Linked DNA regions of Mus musculus: regions 1 and 3 are each linked to region 2. Evidence: chromatin contacts called from public promoter capture Hi-C data. All regions are on one chromosome and are shown on one strand. Each heading gives the region's core, a stretch centred on a gene start, on an enhancer-like site or on the middle of the called end of the contact. The rest is flanking DNA. Distances are from core to core; before and after follow the strand shown. Region 1 overlaps Cpne4 (copine IV). Region 2 holds the start of Mrpl3 (mitochondrial ribosomal protein L3). Region 3 holds the start of Atp2c1 (ATPase, Ca++-sequestering).

The links. Promoter capture Hi-C pulls out the DNA fragments that hold promoters and counts their contacts.
Region 1: a promoter capture Hi-C map of hippocampal neurons shows a contact between it and region 2, with 5 times the contacts expected there. The contact joins the enhancer-like site here to the promoter of Mrpl3 in region 2. A contact is called at or near these places in 3 of 39 promoter capture datasets (the C10 cell line, hippocampal neurons and stem cell-derived epiblast-like cells), 2 of 484 Hi-C or Micro-C datasets (cerebral cortex and forebrain) and 2 of 115 datasets of contacts at active chromatin or transcription factors (fibro-adipogenic progenitors and neural progenitor cells).
Region 3: a promoter capture Hi-C map of liver shows a contact between it and region 2, with 3 times the contacts expected there. The contact joins the promoter of Atp2c1 here to the promoter of Mrpl3 in region 2. A contact is called at or near these places in 7 of 39 promoter capture datasets (cranial neural crest, erythroid cells, hematopoietic stem and progenitor cells and 3 more).

The regions. Positions count from the first base shown.
Region 1 is chr9:104,775,266-104,777,965 of GRCm38.p6, forward strand. The region is part of intron 2 of Cpne4 (copine IV); the gene reads left to right. Among named protein-coding and RNA genes, the nearest start is that of Cpne4, 210 kb to the left of the region's middle. Within about 2 kb of position 1,391, at least 12 of the 459 cell types and tissues checked have an H3K27ac peak or open chromatin away from gene starts, as enhancers often do. A contact at or near this core is called in forebrain and hippocampal neurons, where this site is marked.
Region 2 is chr9:105,052,000-105,054,699 of GRCm38.p6, forward strand. Mrpl3 (mitochondrial ribosomal protein L3) reads left to right here and starts at 1,269. Exons shown (of 10, transcript NM_053159.4): 1 at 1,269-1,513; 2 at 2,422-2,606. The coding sequence starts at 1,422.
Region 3 is chr9:105,519,951-105,522,650 of GRCm38.p6, forward strand. Atp2c1 (ATPase, Ca++-sequestering) reads right to left here and starts at 1,307. Exons shown (of 27, transcript NM_001253831.1): 1 at 1,090-1,307. The coding sequence starts at 1,197.

The sequences.
Region 1 (2,700 bases), core at 141-2,640, 280 kb before region 2:
CAGCATAAAGGTTAACTGAGTCAACTTTCTCAGTAGAAGGAAGGGAAGAGAGCAGTTTCCATGGGAGCACTGGTGGTTGAGAGCTGATGGATTATTTTGACTCTAGGCAAAGAGGCATGATGTGACTAGTTGGAGCTTGCCCAGTAGGCTCATCAGGCTGGCCAGTGAGCCTCAGGGCTTTGCCTGACTCTATTTCCTCGGGTCTGGGATTACAATGCATGTCTAAGGACTGAACTCAGGTCCTCAGATCTGAAAGGTGCATGTTTTATTGATTGCACCACTTCCCCGGCCCTCAAGGTTATTTTAAAGAATGGAAAACATTATGCTCTCCACTATAAATGGCTTTTTCTGGACACTAGAATCTCTATTAGTCAAAAATGTTTGTAATGATTACATTTTCTAAGGAAAGAAAGCAAACACTGTCTACATAGTATAAAATGGATATAGAGATTCAGCATTCAAACCCACTTCTACTTCACCTTCCAAGGACTCATGGACCAGCTGCTGAGGAAGCTGGTAGCTTGAAGCTCCTTCAGCGATTGCCTCCAATATTCCCCCTTCACCCAACACCCAGTCCTCCATGGAGAGGCCAACCTACCAAGTGACAGATTGTGGTGTGGGAAATACTCGTGGCATTCTTTTCCATGCTTGATTAGCTTTATCGGGTACATTAGCTCCAGAGATCCCCAAGAGACCATCCCTGGTTGTGAAGGGGACTTTGTCTTGGAACAACCTCTTCCTTCTACCTTGTCTTTCTTCCTCCTTTGCTTTCATTTTTCAAGCTGTTGGCATTAAAGACATCTTAAACTCAGAATATGATTTCAGAGGAACACAGCCAACCACACTATATTTGACTTTATACCTTTGACATGTTTAAGAATATTGCAAGTCACCTGCCCACCCCACCACCGTTTTTGACACGTAGGAGAATTGAAGCTCCGAGAGGGAAGGAAATTGCCTGTGTGAAAACACTTAAGTGACAGATCTGGGATTAAAATCTAGTTCAGATGGACTGCAAAGATTCAATCTCCTGGGAAATTATTAATACATCTCCTTCTGGCTTGAGCAATGATCTCACCCAGAGCAAGCAGCTGGGCTCTGTGCTCTGGACCAGGTCAGAGTCACAGGGTCCACATCGCCATTTTGGTGAGTTCAGATGGGATTGCTATTCCCTTGTTTTTATTTCTGGGTGCCCATCTCTACTTGTTGAGGCACTGCCTATTGTCTAAACCTAAAAATAGAAAGCGTCCGCTTTTACACATTTTCAAAAATTTCAATGTAATTATTTTAAAATAGGCTCCGAAATTTTGTTTTCTCTCTATTGGCAACCACGGTTGCCATGGAGTTCAAGTAATAGATTGTGATGTTTAACACTGAATTAATTACTACTTCTCACTCCTAGGGAACATCTAATTATACATATTCATGCCGGGCAGGATTTGATTTTTAAGGAGAGGAGAGAGAGAGAGAGAGAGAGAGAGAGAGAGAGAGAGAGAGAGAGAGAGAGAGAGAGAGAGAGAGAGAGAGCTTTTACTATATGAGACATGCAGGGAAGGGAGAGTGTGGCCTTTAGAAGTACTTCTCTTTGTCCTTCTGTCTTTTCACTGTTTTTCTGCTAGATCTACACATGTGCAGCCCCACTGTCTTTTATCAAGCATGTCCTCCCCCCATCTGACAGCGATCCTCTTCTGTTACTTTTTTTTAACACTGGAAGGAAATTAAGTACAGCTATATCTCCTACATGTCCTTCCTCAGCCCTGACCTGGGGTCACCATGTATCACTAGGTTGTAAAGTATTCCTAGAAAAATCATCCACCTTGTAGAATCAATCAAATTGGAATAATGTTATCTATGAGTAGAGTTGATTCAAAGATTACATTAGGTGTCTGTGTGTGGCATGATGGGGGGTTGTTGCATGCACTGAAGTGTTTAGATGTGTATATCCACACACACACCCCTCCAGTCCTCCACACACATGCAAAGGTCAGAGCAGGATGCCGGGTGTCTTCCTTTATCATTCTCTGACTCATTACCTTGAGACAGAATCTCTTGCTGGAAGAGAAGCATGCTCCTTTGGCTAAGCTGGATGATCAGCAAGTACTCTGAATCTGCCTACCTCAAACTCCCACTGCTTGGGTATAGGGACGTGTAGCATGCCTGGCTTTTTGTATTGGTACTGGGGATTTGGGCACATGTCTTCATGTTTACAGAGCAAGCACTTTTACACACTGAATCATCTCCTCGGCCCCACATCAGGTTTTAAGTAAACTTGGTGGGCATTGTGCTTTTTCTCTCATATATTAAAGTAGAAGATGGGGGCCTTATCAAAATACAAATTCTAACTCAATAAGGTAGGGACACACACCCCCTCCCAAAGTTATGAGTTCCTGACAACCTCCCATCTCAAAGCAATACTGAGAATAATGAGAATTTAGATAATACTTGTGTGAATGTGCACGTGCATGCCTGTGTGTGTATCTGTGTCTGTGTTTGTGTGTGTACATGTGTGTAAAATGCATGTGAAGCTGTTGGTATCAGTCCTTAACTAGCCCTCACAGTATACCCTGTGGACAGAGGGCACAGAACTTCACCATTAGCCAAATACAGAAACTGAGGCACAGTGGAGCAATCCTATGACAGCAAAATGAATCCACTGGGCGTCTGGGCTGCTTATTGTAGCCTCCCCCCGTGAAGCTTCTA
Region 2 (2,700 bases), core at 19-2,518:
AAACACTAGATATTGGTGATAGTAGGTTTTGTTTTCTCTTATTCTCATGCATAGTAGATGTCAAGGCTCAATGAATATGCCTATCTTAAGTATCTGTGAAGTCAGGTAGCAAGGACAGAGTGATGCATTCTTTTCTCTGAGTCTCAAAATATTACTGAGAAGCTGTCAAGGTACCCACAACAGCACTTAGTGGAAGAACAGGCAACGATTTTGAGCCCTCACGTCTAAGCAATAACTCTCTAAACTTTCTAAAGCAGGTTACCCAGGTCTTTAATTTTCTTTCTTCCTTCCTTCCTTCCTTCCTTCCTTCCTTCCTTCCTTCCTTCCTTCCTTCCTTCCTTCCTTCCTTCCTTTCTTTCTTTCTTTCTTTCTTTCTTTCTTTCTTTCTTTCTTTCTTTCTTTCTTCCTTTCTTCCTTGCTCGCTTGCGCTCTCTCTCTCTCTCTCTCTCTCTCTCTCTCTCTCTCTCTCTCTCTCTCTCTCTCTCTCTAAAGAGGAAGCTGAAAGGCCAAATTGCTGTTTCTACTTTTCCAAAAACACTGATGTAACTGAGATAGGGTTTTTGGAGTAGAGAAATGAATGTCTAGCACATACAAGGTAGGACGACCTGGGGCATAGAAGATACAGTACTGTTGTAGCTGTATCACGATCATTCTGAAACTTTATGGTAACACTCTTTCCTGAAACAATTGCACCTGGTCTCAACTCTATGAGCTGCCTCTCTAGACAATTCCGGTTTAAGGTCTTTGATGAGTTGAAGAACGGCCTGGGACTGTTTGTGCTCCAGCCCCGAAAGTTGCATGTGGTCCGGTTTTGTTGTTTTTGGTTTGTTTTGTTTGTTTTGACCCCACTTTATTGTTAGCATACATCAGTCCTATTTCAGTGTTAACTCTGTTCATCTGTTTTTGGCATGTACATAAATTTTAAGTACTTGCTCCCTTAGTTATAATATAGAAATAACTTCTTTAAAGGGCTGGTCTTGGGATTAACCAATATAAAATTGCCAAAGTGCGACTTACTTAGCACAGTGAGTTTTCCCACAGTGAGTATTATTGGAGGTGACTTCTCTTTCTTTAGTTTACAAAGAAATTTTTATCTTTTCTTGTCACATTCTCCTAAAGTTTAAAGCCCCAAACGTTCTTTGCCACCACTAGAGTCAACCATCTAATCCATTGGCAAAGTAGAGCCATTTGGATACGGAACCATAGTTACAGGTATGGAGTCTTTACCCGGACCGCTTTGAGAAACGGACCGGAAGTGGCCCGGCTGTGCTTTTCCTCCGCGGAGGGCATTGGCGGACAAACGGCGTGACTGCTGTCCCAGGCCTACTACGAACTCCTGGGGTTTGGGTTGGGGACTTGCTGAAAGCTCCGCGGCGGCGCGGCGGGAGGTGTCGCGAGCCGAGCCCTGCCCGGCCACTTCCATGCCGGGTTGGAGGCTGCTGGCGCAGGCTGGCGCCCGGGTGCTGGGCTGTGGCGCCAGAGGCCTAGGTGCTGACCCCGGCTTAGAGAGAAGGTGGGTATGGGCAAGAGGTGGTGGCGGGGGGCGCCGCCCACTCAACTATGTCCTTGAACAGAGATTTGGTTTTGCCGCAGAGGGTTAGAAGTGGAAGGGGCCATGTGTTCAAGGGGGTAGCATAGAAAATTAAGAAAGCATCGTTCAATCTAAAGCCTTGAAGGAGTAGTGGGGTTTTGTTTTAATGTTCAAGGAATTAGGGGTTAGCTGCGACTATTAGCAGCAGCAAGAATGTCTTCCAACCAGCCAGTGCTGGACTAGACGTTGTGTTTGTATTGTAACCTATATTAGGCCTTGTGTCCGGTGAGCAGACCACTGTCGTGAAAGTTTTTCAGATAAAACTGAAACTAAAGGGAAATAGGTTGTCCAAAGTCACTCAGCTAATGAGTAGAAAATCACTTGTAATTCTAAGCTGGAACTTCCTCACTACCAACCAAAGTAGACTGCCCAGAGGTTTATTTAGGTTCTCATCCACCCCCACCGTATGCAAAAATTAAACACACTTCCTTCCTTCCTTGCCTCAAGCTGCTAATCTCCTTCTTAGTGCATTTGCTGGACAGGGGTTGTGTTCTGTGGTTTTTAGTTTTGTTTTTAAAACTGCTTATTTGGTAGTTTGTTAACATTGGCGATGCCACTCCATTAGAAAACTGTCAAGTACAGATTCATGTGGGTTAGTAGTCACTCATGTGTTTCTTATTAGTTAGGTAGGATTGTTTATTGTTAATGAAAAGATAAATTTAGCCTTCAGGGTAACCATTCTTGGTTAAAGCAGAAGCCCCCGTGTTATTATAAGAAGTGTTAGGGAAAATGGACAAACCACACCATTCCCTGAGGCCGTGAGTGCATTATCTAACTGTGGCCTCCCCTACATTAAATGGAAATAATGACTTGATTGTTTTTGTTTCCAGAAAGAATATCTTGTTCTTTGTTAGAAATCTCCACAGCAAGAGTAGTACTTGGTGGGATGAACATCTTTCTGAAGAAAATCTCTCCTTTGTTAAGCAACTGGTCTCCGATGAAAATAAAACCCAGCTGACAAGTAAACTGAATCCCTTGAAAGATGAGCCGTGGCCTTTACATCCCTGGGAACCAGGTGAGGTGTAGGGATTTGAGATGTGACCCCTTAATTACAGTATGGCTTGATGCATGAAAATGGTGACATATGACATCTTGAATTTTCATATCTG
Region 3 (2,700 bases), core at 57-2,556, 470 kb after region 2:
ATGATCTGTCAGGTATTTTGTTTTTTGGTTTTTGTTTTTTTTTTTTTTTTTCAAATGAGGCATGAGCTTTGGGGAAAAGGGGTCACCAAAGGGTTTCCTTCTGCTGCCCTCTGCTTCCATTTCTGGGAAGCCTCTTACTAACTGGGTCATTTTCTACCACGGAGGAAAAAAGAACAGGACACTGGCAATATCTGTCGCCTGGCTCTGCCGTTCTAGAGAGAGCACAGGGCAGAGCGCTTGTGGCTGGTCATCTTCTATGTGGTGACAGACCTGTCTTTCATATTTCTAGTCCGTTGCCAAGCTTCTAAATGAGCTCCTGGATTTAAATGGGCCACACATTGTTCTCTCTCTAATCCAGTGCAATTACGAAAGCAGTTTTTAGATATCAATGTATAATGTAATCAATGTAATGAACACACATGTTTTTAAATGAAATAACCAGACATTTTAAACAGGCTTATTAAGATGCGTCTATACCCACATGCTAGAACTTCCTGTTGGAAACTGTAGCTTTCAATTGGCTAAAAGGATTAATAATTATTGTGCTCTGTCCCCTATGCACCACATATAAGAATCACCTATTATATCCAAATGATCTTATCAGCCCACTAATGATCTGATTATAGCCACACAGATAACCTTCATTTTGCAAATCCTAGTGACATTAAAATAATCACAGAAACATGCAAGAAAATAAGTGTGTTTCTAGGGTATACTGCTTCATCTATTGAGCTACGAACGGTTTCAGAATTTGTCTTCGAAACACTGAAAAAATGATCAAAGTATCAAAGAGTCACCTCCGTAGTATGGTAGGTTCATCTAGATAACGGAAGAAAGCAAAATAAGTGTCAAACACACACACCCAGAACATTTGCATAATTTATCTCAGGACCCAAACGTTCCACAGCCAAGTAACCCCTCACAAGCGGCAGGCTCCTCTGACTGCCAAGCTCGAGTAACTACAGGCTGGATCTGACCTCTGCCTATGAACACCAGTAAGCCAGCAGAGAAACATTCCCCAAGCTTCGACAGGCCACACCCAGAAATAAGCACCAGTTATTTTTAAAGTTAGCACAAACAAAATAGTACCTGCTCTTCGGCCCTTTGGCTTCTCAGCGTTGATAAATATTTCCGAATAGAGTGGAGAGGATACTTTTTCAAGTAAGAAAATCCGGACGGAGGCAATAAGTTCTCCATACTGAGGGGAAACCCGAGGGTCCTTGTCTGCCCCTCCCTGACAGCGACCAAATGCGACCTAGACACTTAGTCTCTGCTGCCTAGCCGCTCCTTTGAAGTGCCACCACTTTGCTGCAAACCGAGCAGGTGTCAATCTTATAGCTCCCCCTTTGAGTGGAAGTTCCTAGAGACAGCTGAGGGAGGCGGGTCATCTAGAAACCTCCAGAACTGCAATGCCCAGGAGCCAGAGGCAGGAAGAAGTTCAGGGCTGGCCCGAAGAATGTAAACAGCCCAGCGATAGCGATATGACTGACTGTCCTATTTTGAGCAGCAAGGCTCTGTTGCAAGCGATGTTAATATTAGCTAGCGGGTGACTTTCCATACCCACGGACTCTCGTGAGGTTTAATTTTAATTCTTCCGACAGTATTTCTGGTGATTCTTTCTTTCTTTCTTTCTTTCTTTCTTTCTTTCTTTCTTTCTTTCTTTCTTTCTTTCTTTCTTTCTAAGAGGGCATGACATGAGGTTTTCCCAGTTTCCTTTGAGCTTTCTTGTCATTACCAACACACACTAACAACCTTCAACTGAGCCTCCGCTCAAAAGTGTCAATTCATTTCAGCCTTGAGAAACGCTGTTTTAGAGTTCTTATTTTATTATTTTTATTCATCTCTCATATGTTACATCCTGACCACAGTTTCTCCTCTCCTCCCAGCTCCTCCACCCACACATTCCTCCTCCCCACTCCCCAGGAGGAGGAAAAGGGTCCCACACATAGGCAAAAGAGTCTGGGACAGACCCAGCTCTCAATGTTAGCATTTCCACATGAACCCGGAGCTACTCAGCCATAACATACATGCAGAGGACTTGGGGCAGACCCCTGCAGGCTTCCTGGTCTCTGCAAGTTCCCATGAGTGTATTGATTCTGTGGACCCTGTTAGAAGACTAGCACTGTTTGAAAACTAAGCAAATCACACACACACACACACACACTCACACACAGACACCACCCCTTCATGGACATTATGGGGTTGGCCAGCTCTGTGGACATTCATTGAGTTCTGTGGTGCATTGTGCTACGTGCCAGTAACCAGACACTTTGCATTTATTGGGCAATGGCTGCAAACAGATTCTTTTCTGAGTTAAAAGGCTTCTTGCCTTGAATCCTTATCGCAAAGCCACAGGCTGAACTCAGAACCATTAAATTTCCCCGAGGCTTTCTCCTGAGTATCTGTGAGAGGAACTGTTACAAGCACACTTCTAACTACTATAAAAAGGATTCATGCCTTCAAAAGAGGAAAAAGGGGTGGTGGGGGCAGGGGGGTAAAGAAGAACACAACAAGAGATCTGTTGTGTTAAAGGATATGAAATTATACATTTGAAAGTTCATTTTCTTTGGGATCTATAGAGGTCACAGGGTTTGTCGTCTAAGTCCTGAGCCACACTTCTACCCCCACTCCACCCCAACTGTGTGTGCATGTATGTGTGTGTGTATGTGTGCATGTGCGCGTGCACACATACACACACAC